Linked DNA regions of Gossypium hirsutum: region 2 is linked to region 1. The links are chromatin contacts, called in public Hi-C maps. All regions are on one chromosome and are shown on one strand. The core of a region is the stretch at or near the end of the contact, and the rest is flanking DNA. Distances in the headings are between cores, read along the strand shown. Region 1 has its middle 9.7 kb from the start of LOC121217575. Region 2 holds the start of LOC107951804 (lysM domain receptor-like kinase 3).

What was found. Hi-C and Micro-C count contacts between places; a contact is called where the count stands out from the background.
Region 2: a contact with region 1 is called in a Hi-C map of hypocotyl, with 4 times the contacts expected there. The contact joins the promoter of LOC107951804 here to the enhancer-like site in region 1. A contact is called at or near these places in 2 of 34 Hi-C or Micro-C datasets (hypocotyl and leaf).

What each region holds. Positions count from the first base shown.
Region 1 is chrA02:83,179,906-83,185,609 of Gossypium_hirsutum_v2.1, forward strand. No RefSeq gene overlaps it. Among protein-coding and RNA genes, the nearest start is that of LOC121217575, 9.7 kb to the left of the region's middle. Within about 2 kb of position 1,481, at least 6 of the 9 cell types and tissues checked have an H3K27ac peak or open chromatin away from gene starts, as enhancers often do. A contact at or near this core is called in hypocotyl and leaf, where this site is marked.
Region 2 is chrA02:83,526,741-83,532,257 of Gossypium_hirsutum_v2.1, forward strand. It overlaps LOC107951804 (lysM domain receptor-like kinase 3), which reads left to right and starts at 2,261. Exons shown (of 11, transcript XM_041084987.1): 1 at 2,261-3,504; 2 at 4,129-4,206; 3 at 4,731-5,030; 4 at 5,281-5,426. The coding sequence starts at 2,889.

The DNA.
Region 1 (5,704 bases), core at 231-2,730:
CTAGAGATAGGGTGACAAGATTTTTTCGGATTAGGGTGAAACCTAATAAGGGAATCCATAGATCGAGTTAATGCAATTCTAGGGTGTTAATTAGAAAGAGATTTCAATTATTCAACTTAGGGTTAGACGTTATTAATCTCGAGAGAGATAATAATATAACTTAGGGATTTTTACAGATCAAATCAAATTAATAAATTGTCTAATTCAGAGTCAAATAACAAGTCAAGTCTAGGTGGATTTGTCCTTAGGTATTGTCTCAATCAATCAAATTTTCCCCAAAAGTATTTTCCCAAGTTTTTCTTAGTTAGTAATTAGTTTAGACAACCAAACCTCTTAATTAAATTTTAGGCAAGATAATAAAAAGGAAGTAAATACTAGTACTCGTAGTTCATTTGGGTTCTACAATCCGGTCTTGCTGAACTATACTACTGTTTGATAGGTACACTTGCCTCAATTGTGATAATAAGTAGTCTCAAGAACGTTTTATTTATAAATCTTTAAAACATGTTACGAATATCACGCATCATTGTCCCTTTTAACCCTTTCTCAGAATTTCTTCTCAAAATTCGGCACTTAGACCAATCCAATTTCTTAATTCATATATAAATCTTAATATAAATCCTTGTGTGATTGGAGTTATAGTTTTGCCCCTGAATTTTGGAAACTTTTAATTTAGTCCTTGTACTTTCAAATCTTTTCAATTTAATCCCAAAAGTGATTTTCACCAAAGTAATTCATATTCCATTTATCCTTATTTCAAATAGGCAATAAAAACTTGTATTTTCCTTTTTGGCTAACTTTGCATTTTAGTTCTTGAAATTTTCAAAATTTATGATTTAGTCCTTTTATCACATTTCCGCTTCTAAATTTCTTTTTGTTAAATCCATCTCAATTATTAACTTTGATTCTTTAAGATTCATTTATCCAACTTATTTTTCAAATTTCTCACTGATCGGAATAGTACCATGTGTCCAACTAAAAATTTTGGAATGTTACATCCTTCTTTCGTCATTATAGGGTTTGGTGTGCTATATATACTATATATAAAAATTAAAATAAATATTCAACGGTGAAGTTTTAATGAAAAAATTGTTTTACTCTCTCGTCTAACTAATTTAGTATGTTTTTAATTAGAAAAAAAAAACACTAAAATGTAATCCAAATACGGGGTTTTGTGGTGAAATGCTGTAGGCTATTTTAGGGCATGCTATAATTATAATTGAGGTTGAAGTTGACATGATTTTAATAATAAAATGGAGAGAATAAATTGAAAATAAATAAAATTGTGTGTGGTTAATGGTTTTGAGTGGGCTCTAAAATTGAAAGGTGACGAACTTATCCTCTTTTTATTATTTTTTCAAATTTAATTTAAAATTCAGATAAAATTTTTAAAAATAAAATAACAAGATAATGCCGAATGTATGGATATGCCAGCATTACATTTTGACAATGACCTATCTAAGCAAACTAGCTAGCCAGGTGCATCCCAATTTTCATCCAACCCACTTTACATTATTTATTTCTCTTCTTTTCAAAAGTTTATCTTTAATTCCAATAGTTAATTAATGAATTGATGTATTGGCTGTCATGGAATCATTATCCTCAAAAAAGCCTAATCCATTTATTCTTTTATATACATATATATATTTGAAGTTCTTTTTCCTGGGTATTATATAAATCTAAATCTTGTTCAGTTCTACGCTTCATGCTTGTTTCTGTAGTCATGAGAAATGGTGAAGAAGATGATCAGAAAGAAATGTTTGACTACTCTCCAGGTTATGATGATGATGAGTTGATGAACATGGAAAATGGTGATCAAACTGCAACTTCTAAATCATCCATGGAAGACTATTCAAGAACTTGATCTTCATCCTCAGACCTGGTAGATGATGCATCTTCTTCATCAACTTCAATTTTGTCCACCAATTGTAAAGGACCTTTATATGAATTATCACAACTCATGGCTCAACTTCCTATCAAGTTAGTAAATTTACATATCTATATATAACATGAAGAATAATGGGAAGATTTCAAAGTTTCTTAACCTTGAGTGATTGGTTGCAGGAGAGGACTTTCAAAGTATTTCGAGGGAAAGTCTCAGTCGTTCACATGTCTGACAAGTGTTAAAAACATACAAGATTTTGCAAAGAAAGAAACTCGTTACAAGAAGAAAATGAAAGCATGTAAAAGGTATGGGGGTGGATTAATGGGGGATACCCATAAATTGTATACTCTTCCAAAGCCCACCATTTCAAAAAAAGTCTCGAGAAATTCTATGCCAGCCTTGTGTTTGGCAGCCAAAACAAGTTGCAGTCGGCCCCCTCTATCTCATCTACAACGTAACAACTTTTCATCTGTTTAGGGCTTTTAGATCAAACTGACATATGTTATCTTTCCTTAAATTATAGTTAAAAATATTCCAATGACCTTGTTGTCTTCAGAATATATATAGCATATTAACATTCTTGGTGCACTGATACCCGAAGATAAATTATAATAAGATATCATAACACCATACGATGTTTTGAAGATGAAGATAAAGAAAGCATATATATATATATATATTCAGGGAAAGCTTTCTTGATCTTCATCTTCAAAACAAGTAGATATAAAGATGATACGGTTAAAAATTGGAAGTAACTAAGGATTAGTGTATTACAATGATCACTTTGTGCAAATTAGAATACAACAGATCTATAGTAATCAGAAAGGCTTTAAAAGAGCTGATGATTGGTCTTACAATCATCACTTCTTAGATGAACAATACAGGCTATGTTCTTTGGAGTTAAGTATATATGAATGTTGGAGGGTTGAAGTTTGAAATTTTGTTTAGGGGTCAAAATAAATTTGTAAAATATTGGGAGGGTCAAAGTTAAATATATTGTGTTAAAAATACTTAAATTAAATTTTTTATTTTATAGAGGGGCAAAATTTTGAATTTTTCCATTTAACTAAAGGCTTGAATTTAAGATTTTACTTATTAAAAGGCCTTATATAGCAATTTGATCATTTGACTAAGGTCCATGCCTGCTCCTCTCACTAGGCATTTGAATGTTGGTTTATATATATATTACCTTGATTGAACGAAAAAGAAAAAAATATGAATGTTAGATACGAATATATATATTTCTCTCTTGAGTATTTGTAAAATATAATTATTTTCATCTTATATTTGAAGTGTTATTAACTAAAATTTCTAAAATTTTTATTGTTGGGAAGGCTACAATAGTTCAAAGAAATGTAAATGAATTTCTTCTCAGACTAAGTTCGAATTTTGAAGTCGTCATTATTGAGAGAAATTTATTTGTATATTGTCTCTGATCTAAATAAAACTGATATCAAACCTTAAAATAAATAGACACATATGATTAAACCTAAAGAAATGTCATTAAAACAACATATCCACGCATTCATGTATAAAAATTTGTCCTGCTTTGAGAAAAATAAAGAAGGTTCGAATTCTAAAGCTTAAAACAATGGTGCTTTGGTCAACTGGGATACCTAAAACTGGGATATAAGTGGTTTCAAAACATCACCGTCTATAATACAGAAAACAGTGTCGGGGATGATAATGCTTAATATAGTTTAATGAAATTTGAGGAAAAGGCATATATCATCAAGAAAAACAATTGAAATCTAATATAAATATAAGTGATGATGCATTAAACCTATACATTGATAGTAGTGCATTAAATATTAATTCATACATATATATATATATATTATAACATATGTAGATGCTTATATGGATAATCTCTTTAATACTTGAATACTTTTTTTAAATAACCCCTAATAAAAAAAATATTTTGAGTTAAAAAAATATGGCATAATGTTAAATTTAGTCCTTGACGTTTATATCTTTTATCAATTTGGTCCTTATTCTCTTTTTGAGCTAAATTTGGCTCTCAACTTAAAAATAAATAAATCAAATTTGACCATCAACCTTTTAAAAAAGAGTGGAAATGATGTTTTTTTAACGAGAATAATAATTAAAATGATCAATTTTAAACAAGTTGACCTGTATGACAGTCCACGTGTACTCCAAGCTAGTTTTTTTTATGAACTTTTTAAATTTTTTAAATTTTTAATTTGATTTTTTATTTTTATAGTTTTTAAATTATTTGTCAACGTAACATATAAGACAAATTATGTTAGGTTAGCATTATGTGCACATAGACTAACAAACAAGTTGTCAAGCCAACAACGTTAAAAGTTGATGTTTTAGTCATCATTTATGTTAAAAAAGTGTTTTGTGTTATGAATGAGATTAAGTCGATGTTCATTATAATTAACCTTTCACCTTTCACCTTTCACCTTTTTGTAAGCCCTTTCCTATTTATGTATTATAAAATGAGGAGTCTAATCTCCCTATATATATAGTATACTACTTGTAATGATGATGGAAAAGAAGAGAAATGCAATAGAAATGTCCCTTTATTTTCAGCTATTATTATTGTGTTCTTTACATTATTATTATTTTATAACATGCTATCAGCACGAGCTTGCCTTATAGTATTCAATATTATGTTGGAAAACAAGCAATCTAGATGTATAACGTCCTTGTTGAAGCAATAATCCTAAGGTATGTGATTTTCTATACTTGCTTGAAAGATTTTGAGATTTCAATATTCTTAATGAAAAAAAAGTTAAAAATGATGCTCAATTTTTCCTTCATATTTAAGTATGAATTTATGTTTTATATATTTCATGGTATGCTTGTTTATGATCTAAGACTTTGAATAAGATTGAAATATCAACAACTTCTCAATATTTTTGCTCAAATATGTATATCTTTTATAACATATGTCATTGATATGATAACTACATTGCCTATTAGATTATTTCTAATAAAGCCACACATGATTTGTGAGTATAAATGAATTTGACTTTTTTTTATAGACAAAGCAAAAACCATTGTTTTTGTCCAACATCAGCTACATGAAGGATTAAAAGTGGAATATCTAATTGCGAAAAATTCTCTTAACTCTTGAACTGCGTAATAATTTAAAAGAATGATATAACCATTAGAAAATGATAATACTCTTTAAAACTTGTTATGATTGAAATATTTTATGTGCTCCTGTAGCAACAATATTGTGAAAAAACTTTAAAAAGTATTTTAAAATGATCTCATGCCTTCTAATGAAAAATGTTTCATTATCTGAAGTGAATGTAATAATACATAACAATTATGAATAATCCAAATATAGAGATCGTGGTTCTCGTTGTAATTGAGGATGTGGTTGGAGACATATTAATAATTGTTACCATGGTAGTTATAATAGTGGTACTTTATGCTACCAATATGATATTAAAATGCATTGATCACATACCTATCGCATGTGTAAGCATCTAGTAAAATTTTACCAAAGCATCCATTACAAAAAAAAAAGGGAAACAATATTGAGAAAAATTTTGTTATCCCAAAATGATGGAATTGAGGATAATTTTTTGAAAAAATATGGAAGTTTTCAATATGATGCTAAAGTTGATCATGCATACAAGGATGATTAATATGTTCTTAGTTTGTGTCAAAATTCTGTTGGAATCCAAGCATTGAAATTTAATTTTTCTGATTTAAGAATCGTTAGAATCAATGTCTACTTGATATTTGCTTGGGGATGATCTTTTTTTCTTCATTATAAAGGATGCGTATAATCATTACTTCTCATTCATGGTAATCTAAGTCTGTCTAATCAACTTC
Region 2 (5,517 bases), core at 1,011-3,510, 350 kb after region 1:
GTAATTTTAATCATTTGTTTAATTTTGTCTCTTTTAGTCCTTAAATTTTAGTTGTTTATTAAATCACTTCAAACTGAATAAAAAAGTTGATGTATGTTAACACTAGTTATGCCACGTGTATATGTATGTCACGTCAGTAAAGTTAACTGATGTTAATTTTTTAATATATTTTAGATTAATTTGACGAATAATGCAAGTTTAAGAGTTAAAAGAGATAAAAAAAATAGAGAGTTAAAATAAATTTTTTATAAAATTAAAAAATTAAATAAATCATTATACATTTTTATAATATTGGAGAAATAAAACAAAAAAGGAAAGGATCTTAGTTTAATAAATGAAAACAAGTTAATTTATGGCTGTGTGTGGGGGATCTTTTGGCGTTTGCTCCAGGTTACGTCTCTCTGTCTCTCCCACCTTATATTATTACTATTATTATCTTTTTCTTGTGTTAATTATGGGTTTACAGTTGTCGCTTGTCCACGTGCGGGCCTACCAAGTCAAACCTTACTCCCCGATTATTCCACTCCCTTCAAAAAATCGAGTTGAAGCCAAAGGTCTTTTTAATTTCTTTTTAAAACTAATATCCCACTTCAATTATAAAATCTTTGTTAAGCAATTGGAGGGTAAAAGAAGTCAAACAAATTCAAAGGTTTTATCACCAAACTTTAAAAAAAAAAATACAACCATTAATTGTAAGTAAATGTCGCTCGTTCGATCTCTTTCTATATTTTCTTCTTTAGAAATATATTCAAATGTCCAATTTTTATCCTTCTTTAAAAGATAATAAATAAATTTAATTAAAGTCAATTTAGAAAATATTAATTTTGAAATTTAAATAATAGACAATATTTATTTTTAAACAATTAGAATTTAAGCACCTTATTATCTATAATATAGAATATAGATGATACCAACAATATATTATAATGGAAGGTTATATTAATCATTCGAAAGGATAGCAAATTAATGGTCAAATTGAGTCAAACCTTACAAGCGAAGGTGTTTGAAACGTGCAACGATTGACTTCGACAACGTGAAAGTGTGGATAAGTGAGGTAAGTAAGGCGATTAGTTTGGGAAATGATCGGCGATCAATCTTATAAAAATGGCGCCTAATTGCGGGGCCCAACCAACTATCTTTCTCAATTCCAGCTCTTCACAACTTGTGCCAATCCTTTTCCCAACACTCAATGCCCCCGTGAATTTTATTTCCCAATTTACCCTTCCAATCCTTTTGAGTGTTTCTTGTGTGGGAGAGAGATTTATGTATTTTGTTATATCATATTTGTCTCTTGTAAATAATAAAAAAAGAAATGTAAGATAAAAGTTTTATAAAAGATTCGAAAATTTTTAAGATTAGATTTTTAAAATATTTTTTTTATAATATTTTATTTAAAATAATATTACATAAAATTTAATATATAATTTAATAGTTAAATTAACGATTTTAATAATAAAAGAATCTAACTAATATAACCGAGATGCTTTAAGAATTTCATTAGAATAATTTAAAATTTAAAAATTAATTTAGAATAAAAGTGGGTTTAAAAATATTTAGTGAAAGTACTACATTTTTTAATACCATTTCTGAAGTATTCCGCAGACAATTGCAAAATGCACTTTGAATGAAAGAAATTCAGTTGATTTGACAATAAATTTAATAAATACTTTTTATTCTTTTTAGTTGAATCATAGAAATTTAAGTATTTTTTTCGAAATTTTACTGCATTTTATATTATCCTCATTTTTAAAATATATAAATTTGATTTAGTTTATATTTTTATTTTTTATTGACTTGGTATAGTAAGATAATTAAGCATTAATTCAGTTATTAGAATAAATTTTCATATGTAAATGAAATTATTATAAATTATTAAAATTTTAATCATAATAAATTTTAAACATAAAACACAAATATATTAAACAATTAACTTCATCAATATAATCGAAGAATTAACACATATCATGAGTATTGTATTAATCTTCTATTCATATAAATATATGTATGTGTGCCGGAGCAAAGTCTGAAATTTTGAGAAAGATTCAATTTTAATAATATATTTTTACGATAATAAAAAATATAATTTTATTATTTTAATAACTTATAATTTTTTATAATTAAACTTTATTAAAATGGACAAACTTTGTTAGAAATAAAAAAAAAACGAAAATATTCAAGGAAAGGTGGGCAGGGCAGGGCGGGGCAGGGCGGGGCAGCAAATAGCTATGAAAGTGGATGGGGATGGCTTCCTGTTTGTATGTATTTGAGACTCCCTTTCCCTTTTTACAGTGAAGGACTGAATTAAGAGTTACCAACCGCAACAGAGGGAAAAAAGAAAAAGAAAAATAAAAACAGTCGAACATGCTCTGTTTAGAGTCATCTCATTCCTTTCTACTTGTGTCCTTCAAACCTCCTTAAAATTTGAAGCTTAAATCCCCACCTTCCATTTTTGCTTAGCAAAAATCTCACTTTCATCTTCCCTCTAATCTTCCAATATATTTTCTTTGATCTTCTTTTTTTACTACCATCTATCTAAATCTACCATTTTCTTTAACCTCTTCAAGGAAAAGAAATAGTAAAAGCCAGGATTTTCGTGAACTTAGCTCTAGTTTCTTCACTGACCCTTTGCTTCTCTTTGTCTGATTTTGTTTTAGATTCATACTTCTTGCTCATCATTTACAGCAAAAGCTAAACCTTGCTCAAACTTTTATCAAGTCTAATTTATGTTTGATCTAGTTTTCTCTCTATCTAGTCCTAAACTTTTTTTGTGTTAACCCTTTTAGGCCGAGTTGTTTGATCAAACTCTATTTTTATCTATTTTTTGCACTTAATTTTAGCTCAAAGTTTCAATCTTTTCTTTTTTTTTTTTTTTGTTAGAAACAAGAAAAATGGATCCTAAGGTTTCACAATTTGTGATTCTTCTACCATTAATCTTTCTTCTTATTGTTCAAACCCTCAATGCCTTGGATTCTTCTTCTGCTACAATACCCATGAATTGTACGGACACATCAAGATTATGCACATCTTTTTTGGCTTTTAAGCCGCAGGGAAACCAAAGTCTAGCAGTGATCCAGAGCATGTTTGATGTGATACCACAAGACATTACAGTTGAAGGAGAGGACAGCCATGGCTACATATTCATAAAAAAGAACTGTTCTTGCTTGACATCCTCCAAGAATTATGCAACAAACACAACCTTTACAGTGAGATCAAATCAAGGGTATGTTTATGACATGATTTTAGAGGCTTATGATAGGCTTGCAATGGTTCCAAATGTTAGCAGGCCGGCAAGGATTGGAGCTGTGGTGTCTTTGAGGCTGTTTTGTGGGTGTTCAAGTAGTTTGTGGAACTACTTGATGAGTTATGTGATGAAAGATGGGGACAGTGTGCAATCTTTAGCTAGTAGATTTGGGGTTAGCATGGATAGTATTGAGCAAGTTAATGGGATTTCAAATCCTGATAATGTCACTGTTGGTGCTTTGTACTATATTCCCTTGAATTCAGGTTTGCCTAAAAAATCATTTAATTTTTTCTGTTTATTCTTTTTACCATTTTCTGTGTGTGGTTTCTTAGGAATTTGCATGAGGAATGCTATTTGTTTGGATATATCCATATTGAGTTGCTTTTCAAGAGATGGGCATTTATGATTTTGATGATAATTGCATAGTTTCTGAGAACTCTTTAAGTTTTGCAAATACAGGAGTTAACAAAGTTGGTAAAATAAGATTTTTGCCCATAGTTTATAATTAGGTATACTAAGGACTTGGAACTGGAGCCTACTTGGTTTCTATCTGAAGTCATAATGTGAACTTTGAGGGAAGGTGCTAATGTCATGGATTTCGGATATGCAAACAATATCATATTAATGCAAGCAATAATGAGTTCATGCATATTCTTGTTTTATAGCTGTGATTAGAATTGACAAATGTCTTTGCTTTATGATCTATTTCCTTGAATTACAGGGCTATTAATTGGTGTTTTTTCATTATGCCTTGTGTGTTGTTTGCAACTGGCAATGCGTACCGAGAATAGACATTTCTCTTGTTAATTTTGTTGGATTTACTTACTGTTTAGTTCTCCTCTTATAGCAGAAAGTTTTAGACTATAGCTTGCTTATATATATTGCAGTTCCTGGTGAACCGTATCATGTGGAGAATGAGATCCCCCCAGCACCTGTTCCTGCACCGTCAGCTGATGCAATTTCAGGTATGAATTGGTAAATCTAAGTGAAGGAAGTAAAGCCATGTTACTTGGACTGAAGTGTGAGTGTTGAATATGGGTATGTATGTGTCTGACATGGGCATGCTAAATTTTTCCATGTTATTATGTGTCTTTAGCGGGTCATATCCCCACATCCATGTTCGATGGGTACAACAAGCAAAACGAAGTCAGCTGTACAATGCCAACTACCAGCTGACAACTATAAATAAACGACATGCTTCACAGTGTGATGTATGTCAAAATTGAAAATTTTAAGTTTTACATAACAAGATATGGATTCTAGCTCTGTTTAAGTTCTGAATTGCTAGTGCCGCTTCTTTCTCAAAAAAAAAAAAAAATTTTGGCTGTTATGTTTTTCTTGTGTGTTATAATGTTACCTCTGTTCTGTTTGGTTGCGTGAATTATAGTAATGTCTGGTAAACACTCCTTGGTGAGGGGGGAATGTAAGTAATAGTTCGCTTGATATTGTGCAAGAAATATAATGTAGTATATTTTTAACTTTTGTGCAGAAATTCAAGTAAGTCCTAAGGCTCACGTGCCATATCGATGGATCATCGGGGCGTTGGGTGTTGGCCTTGCTCTCATTATATTAAGCATAGTTGTTTGTGTTTCCTTGAGATCATCGAGCTGCTTTGTTGAAGCTCGAGGAAGTCATGCCAAAGATCATGATGACAGGAGTTCTCACAAGTTTCACATTCTTCGGAAGCCAAGTTTCTGCTGTGGTTCAGGAAGATACATTTGTGGCAAGTCTGAGAATTGGACCCAAACCAACGGCGAACCTAGTAACCACCAGATTACTATCCCAAATGGTTATTACACTCTGATCTGTTGCTAGCTGAAATACTGGCATGGAACTATATATATCACATACTAAACAAAGTAGATTAGTTAATTAAAATACTAATAGCACAATATATAACTCCAGACCTAACATCTGATCTTACATTTTACCTGATTTGGTTCATAGCTTAGAGTTGCCTTTTATGACAACTCAGCTTGCCACCTTGACCAATCCACAACTCAGGAAGTCTAACTTTATTTTCTTGTCTTCTCTGTCAGCTCTAGGAACTGATGTACTTGATGTTGAGAAGCCTGTGGTTTTCACTTACGAAGATATTCTTTTTTCAACCGATGGGTTTTCAGATTCTAATCTACTTGGTCATGGAATCTATGGTTCTGTTTATTTCGGTTTCCTTAGGGACCAGGTTCGTGTGTTTCTACTTCGGAATTCAGATCATATGACTGCGACAAAGATGAGGAATTCAGATCATAGATTAACATTCCATTTATGTTTTG